Regions from separate parts of the Mus musculus genome. Here region 2 is linked to region 1. A link is a contact called in public promoter capture Hi-C data. All regions are on one chromosome and are shown on one strand. Each heading gives the region's core, a stretch centred on a gene start, on an enhancer-like site or on the middle of the called end of the contact. The rest is flanking DNA. Distances are from core to core; before and after follow the strand shown.

What was found. Capture Hi-C pulls out chosen DNA fragments and counts their contacts.
Region 2: a promoter capture Hi-C map of liver shows a contact between it and region 1. The contact joins the promoter of Zfp58 here to the promoter of Zfp429 in region 1. A contact is called at or near these places in 12 of 39 promoter capture datasets (the 3T3-L1 cell line, cranial neural crest, erythroid cells and 7 more), 2 of 484 Hi-C or Micro-C datasets (cerebral cortex and uterus), 4 of 115 datasets of contacts at active chromatin or transcription factors (bone marrow-derived macrophages, craniofacial prominence, effector CD8 T cells and 1 more) and 4 of 9 other capture datasets (adipose tissue, liver, macrophages and 1 more).

The regions. Positions count from the first base shown.
Region 1 is chr13:67,398,127-67,401,141 of GRCm38.p6, forward strand. It overlaps Zfp429 (zinc finger protein 429), which reads right to left and starts at 1,641. Exons shown (of 4, transcript NM_001080941.1): 1 at 1,570-1,641. The coding sequence starts at 1,605.
Region 2 is chr13:67,498,788-67,501,982 of GRCm38.p6, forward strand. It overlaps Zfp58 (zinc finger protein 58), which reads right to left and starts at 1,735. Exons shown (of 4, transcript NM_001007575.2): 1 at 1,584-1,735.

The DNA.
Region 1 (3,015 bases), core at 391-2,890:
TACAATTAACAGCAAACATTGCAGGGGAATCAGAGACTTGCAAAATTCACTTTCAATGGGAAAGAAATGCAAATAATGTCTGACCTGAGGCAGGAACAGTTCCACCCATTAACAATTACTACCTATCCTTCCAATAACTGGGAGCTCGATGGTTACATTCCACTCAATGGAAGCCCATCCTAGAGGAAGTCTAGAGCAACAGAAAGGACAGCGCAGATGTTTTAAGAACTCTTGCATCTCCTGTCAGTGACAATCAGAGATAAATTTTCAGAGAGTCGGGCAGATCTAAAGATTAACAGGACATTGATGGGAAGTAAACATGAGAGAGAGGCAAAGAGAACGATGGATTCCTGATCAGGTTCCAAACAATACAGACTCCCCATTCCCTACCAGCCTGTCTATACTACACAGTGCTTAAAATACATACAACACAGATCATGAAGCAGCAACTCCTAGGTTGTGCCAAGTGTCAAAGAGTCTCTGAGTGTGGAGTGAGGATTAAAGACAGGAGAGGCCGAAAAAAGATGCAGAGCCAAGAAATAGACTTGGGAGGACTGCTGGTCAATACCACAGCAGCCTCAAGTTTATTATTCACCGCCCTTTTATACCTCATATTACCATGGGCAGCAAAGCTACAAGATAACAGAAACACTGGCAGAAATATACACAATGTTCATAAACTTCTTCAACAAGTCCAAGCCCTGATAATGTCATGTTGACCGGAACCATTGTGGGCCAAGCGGACATTATCTCTTTTTTTAAAACTCTCAACTGTAAAGTAGGGATGGAGGTCCTTTCAAAAGTTTAGAAAATACAGCCCTCAAGGTGAAACATGATGTGAGCTCGTCTCGATCCCACTCTGCCTTGTAGACATTCCTGCCAGTGTATCCACTCCATGCGTTTCTTCAACCCTAGTCCAAGATTTTCAGTGCATTCAGGCAGATCTGTTGGCAGTGTCCCAGAATTCCCCTAAACGACACCTGTAGTACCTCGGATTTTTCCTCTCTTAATTCTTTACTGGCAGAGAAAAGTGAACACAGTCAGACCTCAAGGCCATTGCTATAAGCTGGCTACAGAGTACACGGGGACCAGAAACCCTTTTACTCTAAAGACACAAAGGACTCTGGCAGCATCCAGGTGAGATGGGGGCAGCCAGGAATGCGCGTTTCCAGCAATGCAGGTCTGTGGGCTCTGGCACTCTCTCAGGAGCAGGTAGTCAGCTCATCACCATTAGTTTGCAATCTAGTCCCCCACTACCAAGCTGCTCCAGTGTACCAGAGAACCAAGGCAGACTCGGGCTGCTCTCGGTGTTCTAAAGGAAACCTTCACTCAGGACACAATCCCAAAAGGCCAGTCCCCTCACTCCAAAACTGCAGCCTCAGCGGTCCCAGCCAGTTCAGCACAGCAAGTCCTGGCAGCTGCTTCCGCCCTCCCACCCAGCCCAGAAGCGCTCCCTCCAAGACAGAGCCCTGCTCTGGCACCCACCCCAGTCTATGCTGCTTCCTTGAACCAACCTCCCTGACACAGACCCCGCACAGAGCCCCAAGCAACGCTGCTGACTGGACCAACCTTCTTGTCAGAGACAACTGGAATAGATAGCCGCATAGGATTTCCGCCCAACTTTGAGGAAGAGGCACAAGTACAAACCTGAAGTCAGAAGGGGATTTCCTGGAAGGCTCCCAGTGGTCACAGCGGTGCGGACTACATCTCCCAGAAGTCTGTGCGAAGGAAATCCCAGAACCCAGGGTGGGTGACTTCTACTGTTTGGAGAGGTACGTGGATGGTAACACAAAGTAGAAGGTTGAAGGAGGAAGCCTTTTCTGCAGAAAAGCTATGGGTAATGCGACCCCATTTGGTTTCGGACCCCAGAACCACATCGGAGATGTACGGATATGAGTCGAGCCTTTGACAGAAACATATGGCTTACAAGTCATTTCTAGTTGTAAGTTTAATATTACTACTTCTTGAAAAAAACAAAAAAACAAAAAACGTTGACTTAGTAGTTCGTTAAAATAACAAAGCAATACACTAACCTACGTGGGAAGGAAACGTAACTTTATAAAAGGATGTTTGAAACCAACCTTGGTGTGCCTGACTATGCTCCTAGCTCCTCAGTAACTTTTGACAAATGGACTTGCGGTACAAAGCTGGCTTGGTTTCTGCCCCAACAAACTTGTATACTGTTGTTTGTGTTTCTACTTTTCGAATATATAGAAATAATTCCTCCAGGGCATTGCTAATATTACATATACAGGAACACATGCTGTTTGAGCAGGCCAAGGAGGTTGACTCTGAAGATAAAATTTGACATTCCCAAGCCACACCCAAGCAAGTGTCTATCTAACATTCCTCTAAATCTCTTGTCCCGAGTTAATGCCCCAGACTCTCAGACATTGGAAAGGAGATCAACAAGCAGCCCAAGGAGGCATTGATTAAAACCAGCTAACAGGCTACCTATGTCCAACAGAGACTACTACTGTTGATCTGTTGGTAGAAAGGTGTCTGTAATAAAAGCAGGTCACACATCCAGTCATTTCTCCAACTTGTTGTATGTAGTTGAGACATAAATGCAAAGGCTTTGAGTTGTACTGTAGAAACAAGAGTATACAGAGCACAAACATTTTAAATTGGTATCCACCCTCACCTGCAACTAGGATTTCTTTCTGAGAGCCCTCAGAAATCAGTGTACATGGGACTGCTCACAAAACAGCCAGGGGATCACATGGAGTCAATGCCTTGGCCATTCCTTAGATCCTGTGAACTAAAGGCAGGTACTAAAACATCAGCTGCAGTGGAGTCTACTCCACTGTGGAACACAGACCCAAAGTAGCCTCTAAGAGTACAGAAGCATAGACTATGGGTGCTGAAATAAACACTGGAACCTTACAGATTAATTCCCATAATGACCTCAACCGAATGGAACCAGTCTCTGCACTCTCACTACTAATTCAATCCTGTGGTTATACTCAGAGAACCTGATAATTTGCTGTATGTAGGTGTATTTGTGCCCCCATG
Region 2 (3,195 bases), core at 485-2,984, 100 kb after region 1:
AGGCCATGGGGGGACTTTTTTTTTTTTACTGGCTTGCCTCCCCTGGCATGCTCAGCCTGCTCTCTCATAGAACCAAGACTACCAGCCTAGAGATGGCACCACCCACAAGGGACCCTCCCCCCTTGATCACTAACTCGGAAGGGGAAGTATGCTGGATAATGGCGTCCAGGTCTTGGTCGTCTAAGTGATGATGTCAGAGGCCATTGAGAAAAATTACAGATGTTATTTGGACAGAATTGAATAGAAACCAAATACGTATGCATGAGATAAACTTGAGAAACACAGATTTTCATTACTCTGTCTTATGGGGCTTTAAAAGTTGCAGTCATTGAGAAAATGCCTTATAACTGGATCTTGTGGAGGCATTTCCCCAACTGAAGCTCCTTTCTCTGTGATAACTCCAGCCTGTGTCAAGTTGACACAAAACTAGCCAGTACACTGGTTGATGCCACATGTAAATCTGGCTCTCATTCCCCACGTGAGGAGCAGGAGCAGGGTTTCTGTTTTGGCTAACTAGAGATGCATTCTACACACTTTGATGTGCAGTGTAAGGAAGGAGAAGCCATGCAAGAGGCAGAAAAGCAAGGGAGGGGTGTAAACCACTGTGGCTGCTTCAGACAAGGAGAATTCCAGAATGGGAATGAGGTCCGTTTACCTTAAATTACATAAATGCATAACGTTCTTTAAGTTCTCCCTCACCCTGCTGACCTCACACAAACGCTTAGCAGCCTAAAACAAGGTGAGCTTTCCCCCCACTGCTCCGGGGGTCCCTGCTAATGGACTGGCTCAAGTTCAAGACCAGATCGAAGAATGTTTGTACAACAGTTGTGGGCCAAGTAGACATCCTGTCTTTCTTGAAAAGTAATCAACCAAAACTTAGGGATGGAACCCTTCAAAGGCTTAAGAAACGCCAGCCCTGAAGGTGAAGCGGGACATCAGCTTCCCCACCCCTCACTCTGCCTGCCAGTGGTTGCTTCTCTCCATGTGCCCACCGCACCTGTTTTCCCTCAGCCCTAGTCAAAGCTTTTCTTTATCAGGTGATTCTGGTAGATTTGTCCACGGTGCCCCAGAATTTCCCAGCTACGACCTGTTGTGTCTCTGATTTTTTTCTTACCCGTTTAATTCACCGACTGGCCGAGAAAAACGATGACAATCCTTGATCATACCGGCGTGCTGTGAAACGCTCGAGAGGCAGAAAACCCACCTATTTTAGATGAACTGAGAAAACCTCAAGATTCATCTGAGAGTGAGGTTCAGCTAGTAACAAAGTCTCCCCAGCCAAGCGGGAAAGTGAGCTCTCAGCACCGCCTGAGATGCAAGTTCGTCAGCTGACCCACCAAGCCTGATCTTTACACCATACCCCACTCCCGTGCAACCATCCTGCACTCCTGTCCCAGAAGCCCACGGTAGACTCGCGTTGTGCTCAGAGTTCTGACAAACATCAATCAGGGCACCGTCAGACACGCCCTCTCCCCAGCCCTGACCAGTATCTTTATGGACCAGAATGTAAGGACAGCGCAGGTCAGTTTCTCCCGACCTCCCACCCATCGCTGCTCTACTCGCTGCCAGATGGATCCCCGCACCTCGAACAATGCCTCAGGCTGCGCTGCTCCCTGGACCAACCTCTACGTCAGCGATGCAACTCGAGAGCTGAGCAGGACAGCACTCTCACCCAACTTTGGAGAAACAGCACACTTTCAGACTCAATTAAATACTGTTTCCGGAGCAGGTCCCTGTGACGACACAGTGGCCAGACTACAATTCCCACAAGTCTGTGCGAAGAATTTCCCGGAAATCAGCTAGGGCTGTTCCTGGATTTGTCACTGGCAACCCACAGGAGTGTATGAGAGAAAGAAGCCTACTATGCTTGACAGCCATTGGGAAGTCAGGCTGGTTTTCATCTCCAGATCCACAACATGAGATATATGAATATGAGTCGAGCCTTTGACAGAAATATTAGGGTTTCAGGTCCTTTCCTGTCCATGTGTTGTGATTTTAATCTTACTACTCCTTGAAAAAAAAAATCAGCACGACGAAGCAATCACTAGTGTGGGAATAAAAAAATATCTTTTAAAGATGATTTTTCAAACCAGCATTGATGTGCCTTATTATGCTCTTAGCTGCCTGGTGGCTTATGGAAGAAGGACCCAGGATCCAAGGTTGGATTGGGCTATTTATAGAGACCTTATTTCTAAATAAGATGGATAGGGAGCTAGTTTAAGGTAAAAGCCTTTGGGTGTAATGGCTTTGGCTCAACACTATGCTACATAAATAATTCTTGTTCTTCTGTACTGATACCCGGTGTGAGTCATATATATATCAGATTCTACAACTGGTAAAACTATTCCTGTGAACATTGGAACCCATACAGTACAGGAAGTGGGCCAAGACCACACAGGTGGTTTTAATAATTGAACAAAGTTAAGTTCAGCTCTTGAGATGAAAGGAAAGACCATCCAGAGACTGCCCCACCTGGGGATCCATCCCATATACAACCACCAAACCCAGACACTATTGCATATGCCAGAAAGATTTTGCTGACAGGACCCTGATATAGCAATCTCTTGTGAGGCTATGCCAATGCCTGGCAAATACAGAAGTGGATGCTCCCAGTCATCTATTGGATAGACCACAGGGCACCTAATGAAGGAGCTAGAGAAAGTAGCCAAGGAGCTAAAGGGGTCTGCAACCCTATAGGAGGAACAACAATATGAACTAACAAGGATCCCCCACCCCAGAGCTGTGCAGGACCCTTCATTAATGTATCCTTTACAGGGAGGCACATGACCTGACTGTGTAGTTTTATCTAGCTCAGAATGGTAACTCCTTTAAAAGGTTGTTCAATGGACTGCATTATATGACGTTATACATAATCCAAATATTTCCCAAGTTCCTCTCTACAAAGCAGAGGTTTTCTATCCATGTATGCATATATGGAATGTTTCCTATTTACCTATGGAACTTGTGCCTTTTGGCTGTTGTACTGGCTGGTTTTGTGTCAACGTGACACAAGCTGGAGTTATCACAGAAAAAGGAGCTTCAGTTGAGGAAATGCCTCCATGAGACCCAGCTGTAAGGCATTTTCTCAATTAGTGATCAAGGAGGAAAGGCCCCTTGTGGGTGGTGGCATCCCTGAGCTGGTAGTCTTGGGTTCTATAAAAAAGCAAGATGAGCAAGCCAGGGGAAGCAAGCCAG